Linked DNA regions of Sus scrofa: region 1 is linked to region 2. A link is a contact called in public HiChIP or PLAC-seq data. All regions are on one chromosome and are shown on one strand. Each heading gives the region's core, a stretch centred on a gene start, on an enhancer-like site or on the middle of the called end of the contact. The rest is flanking DNA. Distances are from core to core; before and after follow the strand shown.

The links. HiChIP or PLAC-seq counts read pairs in DNA pulled down with a chosen protein or histone mark.
Region 1: an H3K27ac HiChIP or PLAC-seq map of alveolar macrophages shows a contact between it and region 2. The contact joins two enhancer-like sites.

The regions. Positions count from the first base shown.
Region 1 is chr1:16,835,376-16,841,924 of Sscrofa11.1, reverse strand. LOC102159681 (a long non-coding RNA gene) reads right to left here. Exons shown (of 3, transcript XR_001305889.2): 2 at 3,839-4,008; 3 at 1-2,143. It overlaps UST (uronyl 2-sulfotransferase), which reads left to right. Exons shown (of 8, transcript XM_021086995.1): 8 at 1-1,503. Among named protein-coding and RNA genes, the nearest start is that of TAB2, 230 kb to the right of the region's middle. Within about 2 kb of position 5,219, at least 26 of the 83 cell types and tissues checked have an H3K27ac peak or open chromatin away from gene starts, as enhancers often do. A contact at or near this core is called in alveolar macrophages, where this site is marked.
Region 2 is chr1:16,596,568-16,602,672 of Sscrofa11.1, reverse strand. All of the region lies in intron 1 of TAB2 (TGF-beta-activated kinase 1 and MAP3K7-binding protein 2), which reads left to right. Among named protein-coding and RNA genes, the nearest start is that of TAB2, 12 kb to the left of the region's middle. Within about 2 kb of position 1,957, at least 3 of the 83 cell types and tissues checked have an H3K27ac peak or open chromatin away from gene starts, as enhancers often do. A contact at or near this core is called in alveolar macrophages, where this site is marked.

The DNA.
Region 1 (6,549 bases), core at 3,970-6,469, 240 kb before region 2:
CCCTTAGAAACCTCTTTCTTTGGCTTCTGGAATGTTTTCATCTATGGCCATGCCCCTGCCCCCCCAATACCACATACTCTTGGGTGGATAATGTATAGCCAGCTGAGAGGCAGGGCTGCAGGTGGTGGTGACAGGCAGGATACTTGGGACGAATTTTGTCTCCTTCATGTTTTTTCCCCTAGAGCCAACCCTTCAGGAGCCCTAGCCAGTGTGAGTTGGGAATACTTAATAGTAAATAAGACGCTGACTTTACACAAGCTACACATTTTCTACTTTTCAGAAACCAACAAGTCTCTCTAGAATTTTTTCTTCGTTCCCTAAAATTGGACGGTAGCCAAGATATAAAGCAAGTCATTTGGAACCTGTCAAGTGTGCACTAAAGCTACTTTATCATGAGCTGTATTGAGAAGGCTCCACCCCGCGGGAGGCCAGCGAAGGCTGGGACCACAAAGGCACAGAGTCCAGCAGTTGACCACTTGTGGGCCTCCTTTCTGCCTCAGAGAACTGGGGCCGGGAAGTGATGAAGGGGAATGTTCTTAGAAGAGGAAATATCCTTTGTCCTGTTGAGAGAGAGCAGGGCCCTACCGGTAGGCTTACTGTAAAAATCCACCCGAGAGCAGCTATCATATTCAGAATAAGAGCACGAGCTGCTGCTTGGGACCTATGGTGAGTCATTTCTTTGAAATCGCATGGAAAGAATGATGGTTGATCGACGCACTGTGCAATCGCAGTGTCTGAAACTAAGGCTGGCTAAGTGTTCTCTGCTGTCGTCTGAACATCAGGATGATCGGTCATTGAAAGAGGCATCCTCTTAGTGCAGGGTCACAGAAGCACTTCTCCTTGTGTGTTCAGAGGCATTTCTTGTCAGCAGTGGTCGCTGTAACATCACATCGAGAGCTGCTGATGGACCGCCTTACAGGACCTTCATGTAATTTTGTCCCAACCAACAGCCTCCAGGTCCTAAAAGTCAAGGCACTTCATCAGTTTCTTTGGCACACGTGACAACATGTCTTTGGCCCTGAGCCCAACACAGTTTGTACTTCATGAAATATATTGTACATTTTACATAGTTTAATTTAAAAAATACATTTTAAGCTGGTTGATCTTTGACTGCCTTATTTATTATAACCTTTCAGCACATTCCAAGGTTTTAGTTACTCAGGAAGGAGTTAATTAAAATGATTTTATTTTGGTCTGATGGATGTTTTTTAAAAGGAAAATTATTATTATGAACCTTCAGCCTACTTTCCCTGAGTGCCGTAAAAGTGCTTGTAAATCATTTTTTTTTAAGAGGAAAGAAAAAAATGGTGTTTGACATTGATGGCAATTCAAAAATATATATGGAACTGAAACATTAGCTTAGCTAAAATAAAAGCAATCTGTGTTTGAGATGAAGTGTTCCTTAACTTATTCATTACCCATGTAAATAAATGAATATAAATAAGTGGACATTTTTTCCATTCTGTCGATAGCTGCAAATAAAAGTGCCTGCAGTTCCTCACAGCCCCCTTAGCCTTCTTAAGGGGCCAAGCTTCTTCCTTAAGATGTGATTTGGGGAAAGATGTATTTTTAAAAATCTAGAAACTCGTATTTAAAAAAAAAAAAAAGAAAGAAAAAGAAATCTACATTTCTTTTGGCCATACCCACAGCATGCAGAAGTTCCCAGGCCAGGGATCAAACCTGTGCCTTATCGGTGGGACAACTCAGGATCCTTAACAGGTAGCCCACCAGGGAACTCCTCCTAGAAACTCTTGCTCTTGTAATTAGATGGCACTAAACAGCTGCTGGCCTCATTACTATATGCTCTGGTCCGTTAGGTGTCAGGACGCGTCATCAGAATCCTCAGCTATGACAGCGAGTCTCTACACGCCCTGTTTGCGGTCCCGTGGGAGAACAAGGCTGTGCCTTTCCACGTCACTTGGTGGAATGTTCCAAGATCCAAAGTCTGCACCTTGATCTCTTTCTCAGACATGCAGACCCTCCAAAGCTGGGTGATGCTAACCTCCCAAGGGAGCAGGTTCTGATCCAGAAATGTTCTCCCTGAGAGGTTTTGCTGTTGCCTCAATCGGAATTTACAGGGGCCGAAGGAAGGGCATTTCCATGCTTTCAGATACTGGACTGGACAGAGGCCAACTCCACATGCCTATTTTGTAAAAGAAAAGAACCAGAATCTTGATTCTAAACGAAAGAAAAAAGCACTTGGGTAATAACATGCTTTACTTCAGGTAGGAATCTGAGAGTCAGCAAAGCGCTACGTGGTTCCCTTTCTTTCTCACTTAGTCTGTAACCCAGTCACGGGATGTTTGACTCTGAGTGAACTTTCAAGACAAAAGAACTAAACAGAACCAGGACTCTGCCCCCTCTGGTGCTGCTTGGGTGGTCAGAAGTTCGGTATAAGTGTGCTGTTACCTGCAGGCCTATCCAATGAGCCATTTGGGCTTAAATGAATTTTGTAGATAATGGCAGTGTTTCTCAAAAGGCAGAGTGATGCTCCATGGCCATTCAGGCAGGAAAACAGTTCTGTGGGTCAGAATCATGAAACTCCCTTCAAGTCAAAACAAAGGGGATTTATTTTACTAAAATGATTTACTTCCATCTGATGACAAAGAAATACATAATTTTTTAAGTATTCTGAATATCCTGCAAAAGAAAAGTCTGATGCAGACGCACACCAGTATTAAGAGTTTGTTGAAAAACAAACAAACAAACAAACCACCTGGAACTTCTTTCATAGCTCGGAAAAGTCACTGTGATACAAGCCAGTATATTACTTTGCTTGAGCTGTTGTAACAGAGCTCTGCAGACAGAGTGGCTTAAACAATATAGATTTATTTTCTCACAGTTCTGGAGGCTGGAAGTCTGAGATCAAGGGGTCAGTGGGGTTGTTTCTTCTGAGACCTCTCTCCTTGGCTTGCATGTGGCCTTCCCTCCGTGTGCGTCCACGTCTATGTCCAAATTTCCTCCATTTATCAGGACTCCAGTTGTACTGGGCCCACCCTAAAGACCTCATTTTAATTTGATCACTCTGAGAAGACCCTGTCTCCAGACACAATCATATTCCAAGGTGCCGCGGGGCATCGACACATGAATTTCGTGGGGACCCAGTTCAGCCCATGAGAGCCAGGTGACAGCAGAAAAGTTAGAGCACATAAACTAAACTCCAGGTAGCAGAGAAGCAAACCTAAAACCCCAGACTCCTCGGGCTGCAGTGGGCTCAGCAGTCATCTGGGCCATTCCCTCCTCTTACAGAGGAGGCAACCAAGGTCCAGATGGGAGGCGCAAATACATCACAGGCCAACTTTTTCCATTGAGGGTTTGCTTAACTTTTGAGAAACTACCAAATTAAAACTATAAAATGAAGCTAGAGCCAGAGTCCATCCGGAACGGAAAGGAGGAGGCACATTTAGCCACACCCAGGGTCACCTGCCATCTGAAGGCAGCACCCAGAGGTGCCCCATGAGACTTTCCTAGGAGCTGGGGCTGCCGGACCCTCTTCTGCAGAGGGAGACCCTATTGACTTTCAGAGCACATCAGTCCTCAGAGACAGGTGTTCAAAAACATTCTAGATTTTTCTAGAAAACAGACACAGAGAGCTTCTTGTTTCTGGGTAAACAGACTTGAACCACATTTGCCCATCTCAGATTATAGTTTTATTTTTCTTAAAGGCAAAATGAAGATTCATGTCCTATGTCCTGTGAAGCATTTCCGATGGACCCATCTCAAAAAATAAAGTCAAATGCAGTTCATAAAACGAGTTGAAGTTGAGTGCAGACATGCCCCTGGAAAACCAGGCTAGAGGATAACCAGGCCCTGATCACTAGCCGGCTTCCCCACTCACCGACTGTTGCACTTCTTGAGAATTCCTTTCTGCCTAGGGCAGGCTTGGCTCACAGCTCCGGCACTGCCGATTCCCAGGGAACACCCAGGCCCACAGATGTTCACGGGTCAAAGAATTGTGAGCTGACCATTTGTGCATTTTGGATTTCAACTTGTAAACATGGGGATTCCCTTTAAAAAAAAAAAGAAAGAAAGAAAGACAGAAAATTTTAAAAAGAGGGCAAAAAGGAAGGGAAGAAAAATCACTATGCAAAGGAAAAATGTGAGCTAAGTTTTTCCTTTTGGAATCTTGGCGTGTGGGTGTAGCTATCTTCACTCCGGCTCTCGCCAGACACTGTATGCTTTGAGCAGGCATGGAGCGATCTGCTTTCCGCTGCACTGCCAGAACATTCAGACCTGACCTGTAACATGCCTCTTATTCCAGTCCTGAGCAAGGACAGCCGGGAGGGCGGGCTGCGCCACATTCAGCACACTGGCTGCTTGGTGCAATTCAGAGAAAAAGCGAAAACCGGGAAGCAGAGCATTGGCCGACTAAGGGCAGGGCCTTGCACCAGCAGTCCCGGAGTTCAAGTCCCAGCTGGTCTCTTTCACTGGGCGTTTGAGTAAATCACTTGACCTCCCCACGCCTGAAGTCAACCCAGCTGGAAAGCATTAGGAAGAAAATAGGACATCCCTTGACAACCGAGAGCTGCTTCTGGGATGAAACTCATCCCACCCTCCACCCCCATGAGCTAAGAGACTCAGCCACAGTCCTGCTGGGGCTGACCAAGATTTTCTCTACTAAACGCTGGGTCCCCTGCAAAAGAGAATAGCATTACATGTAGGTCCAGGTCCACTGCGGCCCCCAACCCCTCCCATCTTCAGGTGCTGCCCAGTATACCAGGGAGTTGAGGGAGGGCAGCTTTTTGGAAATGTGGACAGAGCCGATAGGAGAGGCTCGTTCTATAGGACGTGAATCAGAGTTCTGATCCTGTGCTCTTAATCCAGGACAAGCTACACAGTGGGTTTCCATTTTTCTCAATACTCTCTTTGGGAGTTTACATAGCTGAGAGGGTTTGACTTCAACTCACAGCTTCTACTGGATATAGGCTTCCTCTGACTCCTTGAAAGCACCTATGATCCTGCTAATGATAAGGCACTTAGCCATCCTTATGACGTAGTGTAGGTTGTGTACATGGAAAAGTCTCAACAAAAGTTGAAAACTTGAGAGGATGGGGTAGTTTACTTTTTGGAGTCTTGTTTCTCATTCTCAAGTGGCATCATTGCTACGATGTTTTGGGAGAAATCTGACAATGACCTTCTGGGCTGGTGATGGGTTCAGCCTGGCCAATCCTTCTGACCCACCACAGGACCATCACGGGCTGAGACTTTAATATGTTGCGTTACTAATGGGTCACATGCGAAGGAGGGTTATGACACTAACCACGAACTTCCTCACAGCTACCCTTTTTGCTGTTTGTATCAAATTTACCCCTTTTTTTCCTCCTTTGGCACACTCTCCTATTTGTTCTCTGTCTTTAATTGAAAGTTAATGAAATTCTAATCCAGTGCATATTCCCAGAGGATAATTCACAAAGCAGATATGTGGGTTAAGCATTGGGGGAAAAACAAAACAAAACAAAAAAAACCATCGTGTTAATTTGGGAAATGCTGAAATTCAAAGACTAGTGTCACACAGTACAGTGGGATTTTAAGAGCATGCTAAGGGCCTAGAGGAATAACGCAATTTAAAAAATCAGTCAAGGAGCTCCCTTCATGGCTCAGTGGCTAACGAACCTGACTGGGATCCATGAGGATGCAGGTTCAATCCTTGGCCCCACTCAGTGAGTTAAGGATCAGGCGTTGCTGTGGCTGGCAGCTACAGCTTCAATTTGACCCCTAGCCTGGGAACTTCCGTAAGCCATGGGTGTGGTTCTAAAAAGAAAAAAAAAAAGAAAAATCAGTTTATTTTGTCAAACCCTACATTTCTCAAAATTTTTGCCATTAAACTTACTAAGATCCACTAAGAGCCTGTGGTTCTGGAGATTGTGCTTTGAGGAGCATTGTTTTAATGTAAGTCATTTCCCCACATTGGATTTGCTTTCCCTCTGCTATGGTCCATTTTTTGGTTTTCCAATGGCCCATGTATCCTGATTGAGGAAAATATATTTGCAAATGACTAACATTTTGACAAAGAGAAGATGAAAAATGCAAATGATATTTTTAGGAAAATAATTCACAAGGAATTATCTTTTAATCTTGCTTATTCTTCCTAATTTCCTTCCCTTTCTTCATGAGAACATTTTTTTAAAGTAAATTCTGTTGTGCTTTTTTTTTTTCTTTTTTTTTTTTTCTTTTCCCACTGTACAGCAAGGGGATCAAGTTATCCTTACATGTATACATTACAATTACATTTTTTCCCCACCCTTTGTTCTGTTGCAACATGAGTGTCTAGACAAAGTTCTCAATGCTACTCAGCAGGATCTCCTTGTAAATCTATTCTAAGTTGTGTCTGATAAGCCCAAGCTCCCGATCCCTCCCACTCCCGCCCCCTCCCATCAGGCAGCCACAAGTCTCTTCTCCAAGTCCATGATTTTCTTTTCTGAGGAGATGTTCATTTGTGCTGGATATATGTTGTGCTTTTTAATATGATTTGGGCAATTCGAATCAATTTAGTACTTCCATGGTGGCCGATGCTCAAATCAAATTAGGTAAACAACTTTGCCCCATTTC
Region 2 (6,105 bases), core at 708-3,207:
GTAGGCTGGCAGCTACAGCTCCGATTAGACACCTAGCCTGGGAACCTCCATATGCCGCAGGAGCGGCCCAAGAAATGGCCAAAAAAAAAGACTAAAAATAAAAATAAATTTTATTTTGCTAAATTTCCTAAGGTTCATTACTTGATTACTTGTGGGGGGGGGTTCCTAAATTTTTTAAATCTTTTTTAAGATAAAATAGCATATAGAGGTTCGAATCACAGCTGCAGCTGCAGCCTATGCCACAGCCATAGCACCTTCGGGGTCCAAGTCACGTCTGCAGCCTACACCACAGCTCACGGCAGCCCTGGCTCCTTAACCCTCTGAGCAAGGCCAGGGATCGATCATGCATCCTCATAGATCCTAGTTGGATGCTGAGCCGCAACAGGAACTCCTTTGAAAGTTTCTTATGTTAATTCACTGAGTGACTGTTGTAGAATATTTTGCTCTCCTGAATAGTATTAATTACTGTTTGTATAAATATTTCAACATAATAATAATAGTTTTCTTTACTCATCATTCAGTAGACTTCAGAAATCTTCCTTGCATTATGGTAGTACAGATAACTTATTACTGAAGTAAAAATCCAATTGATCTAGTTACTGTTGAAAGCTTTTTTTAATTGCCTGCATTTTAATAAGTATGTTTAGAGCATTTTGTAGTGTATATGTAAATCTCTAATCCTAGAGGTAATAAATACTCTTTAAACAAGTGCATTTTTTGTTACAGTCTGTAAAATGAAGCCAGAAGCACAAAGAGTGATGGAAATTCAGCCCTTAGTCATCAAATAAATGACATACTATTGTTGCAAAAAGACTTGTGAGGTACATACATATTGGTCTTCTCAGTCTTGTGGTTATAGCTGAATAATTTTGCTGCTAACAAAGTCAGCATGTGTGTATGTAAATGTGTACACAGAAAAGTTTCATCTTTGTTTTCATCAAATCCTCTTTTTTGAAAACAACATATTTTCAAGTCCTTTGAGATGTATCACTTAATGATAGTAATAATCAGGTCAGCAAATTAATTTTCTCTTTTGTCACTTGCAGCAGTTTATCTTATGTAGCAAATAAACCAATGATTAGTTGTATGAAAAATTAAGAAATAAAAATAAAGAAGAAACCTCCCTTTATGGTATAAAGATAGGTACTTGGCCACTATACTATATTCCTGACATTCTATGGGACTATTCTGTCTTTTATTGTTTCCTTTTGTACAGACATTTTCTGATCATAGGTTTTTATTGATGCTAAGTTATCACTAGAAAATAGTTACAGAAAAGATAGCAATATAAGCAGGAAAATTTGCTTTTTAAAAGGAATCAGAACAGAGAGTATGTTCCATTTTAATCCACTGAGTACAAATTGTGGTATAATTGCTTGGTTAATTTTTAAAAGGCTATTTATTAATTACCTGATAAACATGGGCATCTGTTCTTTGGAACTTGAGCAGATGTATGTAAGCACCACAGTTACATAATAGAATTGAAGAGAAAAAGTACTCAAGAAGATACCTGAGGGATCACTGTCAAATAAAAGTTGGTGGAAATACAAATACTGTATATTCGCATTGAGAGTAACTTGCTGTTTGCCTTGTGACCAGCGTATGCCTGAACGGCACGTAAGTATTGTTTGCCACTTTATGATGATTTTCTAAGGAAAAGGAAAAATAAACATGTGGAAATGAGAGTTTCAAATTTTTTTTCCATTTCCTCATAGCCAATTCTGCTTTTTTAGTTATGAAAATGTATTGACATGTATTGGTTGGTCCTGCTTTTTCTTTTTTCCTTTTCTTTTTTTCCCCTCCTTTTCCTTTTTTGAGATTTTTCAGGCTGAGTGAGACATCCTCATTCTCTTCATGAGATTTTCCCCACAGGAACAACGGCATGAATATTATAGGATGACCGTTCAGCGCCGTTGTTGTAACTCTGTGAGTGGAAGAAGTGCTCTTTTGAGGAAGCAACTGGTTCATGGGAAAATTGAACTGGTGATCTTAGCCAGACCAAGCTACAGGATCATTACTTCAGCTTCTGTAGGATATCACATGATCAAAAGAATAGAAAGAAACGCCATAGAATTTGTTTCATATGCCATCTGTGACACACCTGTGCAAAATAGCTGGCTAACACAAGAAATCTTGCCTTACTCATTCTTTCACTATGCCTCATGTCTACTTTCTTTTTTAGTCATCCTAAGTTGCCTATCCACTAGTTTAGAATTAGTTTTGAGTTCCTGCTGTGTGCCAGGTACTTTGCTAGGTGATGGAATTGGAAAGATGAGTGAGATACTGCTCTTAACCCTCTAGGAACAGGTATACCAACTAGTATTCTACTCTGTAGCGAATGCAGTGACAGGCTTAGACATAAAACACTTTAGGAATCTACAGGAGCGAGTGTCTGACTCAGGGAAGAAGGGATATAAAAGGGAATTCTTCATAGGGAAGGTGACACAATCTGTGTGTCAGAAAGGCAAGGAAAAGAAGGACAAGTTGGGAGAAACGAGGCCATTTCTGTCAGAGAGGACAGCATGCATAAAGGAAAGAGCATATAGATATCTTGTACTCTCCGTAAAGATTTGACTTCATCCTGTAAATTATGAAATATTTAAATTAACATTCTAGAAAGACTTCTCTGGCTGCGGTGTAGAGAATACTTAGAAAAAAGCCAGGCTTGGCAGGAAGAGTGGCTAGCCTTATAACCATGTATTTGAAAATTGATAAAGACCTGAGTTAACGCTGTGATTAAGGAAGAGAGTAGGTGATGAATTGGAGAAGAGAATACTGAGTGTGCAGTAGAATAAGGTAAGGATCACACATGCCCTGGCTTGAGGTCCAGGGTGCATGGTGTGGTGCCTGCCATTCACCAATACAGAAACATACCAGGGACAGTAAGTAGCAGGGGAAGAAGATGTTTGAGTTCCCTTTGTTGGTTTTAAGGTTCCTAAGGAGAGAGAAAGAGGTAGAAGATATCACTTTATATTGGGGGCAATATCTTCTTTGATTAAATGACATTTGAGCAGATGTCTGAGTGAAGTAGTAAAGAGAAAGAGCTTTCCAAATGTAGAGGCCTTTAGGTGGGAGCATGCTTGCTGTGCTCCAAGCACAAGAAGACCAGACAAGAGACAGGGAGAAGATAGATGAGATCCGAGTGTGTGTCTGTGTGTGTGCGCATGCATGCATGTGCGCACTTTTCATGTAGTGTTGCAGGGTGGTGGGGGTAGATGGAAGCTCCTGGGCCAGGGATTAAATCCAAGCTGCAGCTGGAACCTTTGCTACAGCTGCGGCAACACCAGATCCGTAACCCACTGTGCCACAGCAGGAACTCCTCATGTAGCATCTTTTGATTGTAGTAAGGATTTTAATAGTCAGGATGAGATTAGACACCACTGAAGGGTTTTAAGATGCGAGCTATTTGCTTTTTTTTCCCCCTCACTTCTTAGAATATGATTTGTTAGTGATTGTGTATAATTCTATATTATCTTCATGTGTCTAGATTTGTGTAACCATCACCATAAGGATATAGAATTAGTACTGTTTCATCACCACAGAGACACTCCTTTGTATTATCCAACCTTAAGCCCTGGCAGCCACTGATCTGTTCTGTATCACTGAAATTTTGTCCCTTAGAAATTTTTTTTTATATGAGTGGAATCGTACACTATGCTATCTTTTGAAGTTGCTTTTTTCATTCAGCATTATGCCTCTGAGATCCCTCCAAGTTGTTTCATGGATTGGTAGTTTGTTACATTTTAATACTAAGAAGTATACCATTGTATGGATGTACCACAGTTTGTTCAGTCATTGACTGAAGGACTTTGTGTTTCTAGTTTGGGACTATAAAAATAAAGCTGCTCTGAACAGTTCTGCACAGGTTGTGATGTGAAACTATGTTTTCACCTTTCTAGGATAAATCCCCAGTAGTGCAGTTGCTGGATTTTATGATAAATATGTTTAACTTTATAAGAAACTGCCACTTTTCCCTAGTGGCTGAACCATTTTGTATTCCCACCAGCAATATGTGAGAGACCTAGTTTCTCTGCATCCTTGTCAGCATGTAGTATTATCAGTGTATTTTTATTTCAGCCATTCTAATAGGTATATGGTAACATCTCATTGTAGCATTAATTTGCGTTTCCCTACTGACTAATGATGTTGAGTATATTTTCATAGCTATGTATTTGCTATCTATACATCCTCTGTGGTGAAGTTTTCAAGTCTTTTGTTCATGTGCTAATGGGATTGTTCATTTTCTTCTTGTTGAGTTTAATAAGTTCTTCGTATATTCTAGGTTTGAACCCTTTGTCAAGTTGTGTGCTTTGCAAATATTTCCCACTGGTCTGTGGCTTATCTTTTCACCCTTTTAATGAGGACTTTTACAGACCAAAAAAAAAATATATATATATATATATATATATGAAATCTAATTTTTCTATTTTTTCTTCTATGGATTGTGCCTTTTTGTGGTCAAGTCTAAATATTCTTTGCTTAACCTTAGGTCGCAAAGATTTTCTCCTGTTTTCTTCTACAGGTTTTCTAAAAAGCTTTATTTACATTTTGCCTGTGTAGTTCTGTGATCTGTTTTGACTTAATTTTCATTTAAAGGTGTGAAGTTTAGATTAAGGTTCATTTCTTATGTGTGGAATATCCAGCTGTTCCAGTACCACTTATTGGAAAAATTTATCTTTACTCCATTGAATTGCTTTTGCACCTTTGTCAAAAATCAGATGGCTCTGCTGTGAGGGCCTGTTTCTAGAGTCTGATCCATTGTGTTTATCCCTATACTGGTACCACACTGTCGTGATAACTGTAGCTATATAATCAGTCTTAAGACCAGGTAGTGAAATTTCCCCAACTTAGTTCTTCTTTTTCATAATTATTTTAACTATTCTGTTTCCTATAAAATTTAGAATCTATAAAAAAAATCATGCTGGGATTTTGGTAGGAAGTACCTTAAACCCATAGATCAACTTAGGGAAAATTAACATTTTTAAGTTTCAATCCATAAACACAGTTTCTCTCTCTTTATATTTAGGTTGTCTTTGATTTCTTTCATCAGTATTTTGTAGCTTTTAACATAAAAATTCTGTACATGTTTTCTTAGATTTATACTTAGTTGCATTTTGGGTGGATCAGTTGTAAATGATGCTCTGTGTTTTAAATTTTGGTTTCCAGTTCATTGCTAGTTTATAGCAGTATGGTTGATGTCTGTGAGTTGACCCTGTATCCTGAGACCCTGCTAAATTACTAAGTTGTAGTAGATTTTTGGTGGATTCTCTGGGTTTTCTGATGGGTCTGTGAATAGAGACAGTTTTATTTCTTGCCTTCCAATTCACATGCCTTTTATTTCCTTTTCTTGCCTTACTGCTCTAGTTAGTAGTTCATGTGGTGTGTAATAGGAGTGGTGAGATCAGGTTTTATTCCTGATCTTAGGGGAACGCATCAAGTCTGTCACTATTAAGTACATGTTAGCTCTAGGTTTTTTGTAGGTACTATTTATCAAATGGAGAAAGTTTCTTTTCTCTTCCTAGTTTAAGAGTTTTTATCATGACTGAGTATTGAATTTTGTCAGATAGTTTTTTATGTCAATTGATATGATCATATGGCTTTTTTTTCTGTTAGCTGATAGTACCTTTCCTTTTTAAAGATTCACTGTGGTAGTTCTATGTGGAATAAACTATAAGAGCAGGGCAAAAATGTCACCAAGGAAGCCATACTGGAAATTGTTGCAGCTATCCAGTTATCCAAATGAGAGATGATAGTGGCTTGGACCAGGGTAACAACAGGAAAGGGTGTGAAGAAGTCAGAATTTGAATATGTTACAAACCCTGGATAGGCAGGAATTTTTGATGAATTGGATATGAGGCATAAAAGAGAAGTCAAAGATGACTCTCTTGATTTTTGGTCCAAACTATTGAAAGTATGGAGTCGCTGTTAACTGAGTTGGGGAAGACAGTGAAGTCACAAATTTGAGCTGAGCAATCAAGAGTTTGTTTTTTGGATGGAGTTCCCATTGTGGCTCAGCGGAAACAGATCTGACCAGTATCCATGAGGACGCAGGTTCGATACCTGACCTCACCCAGTGGATTAAGGATGTGGCATTGTTGTGAGCTG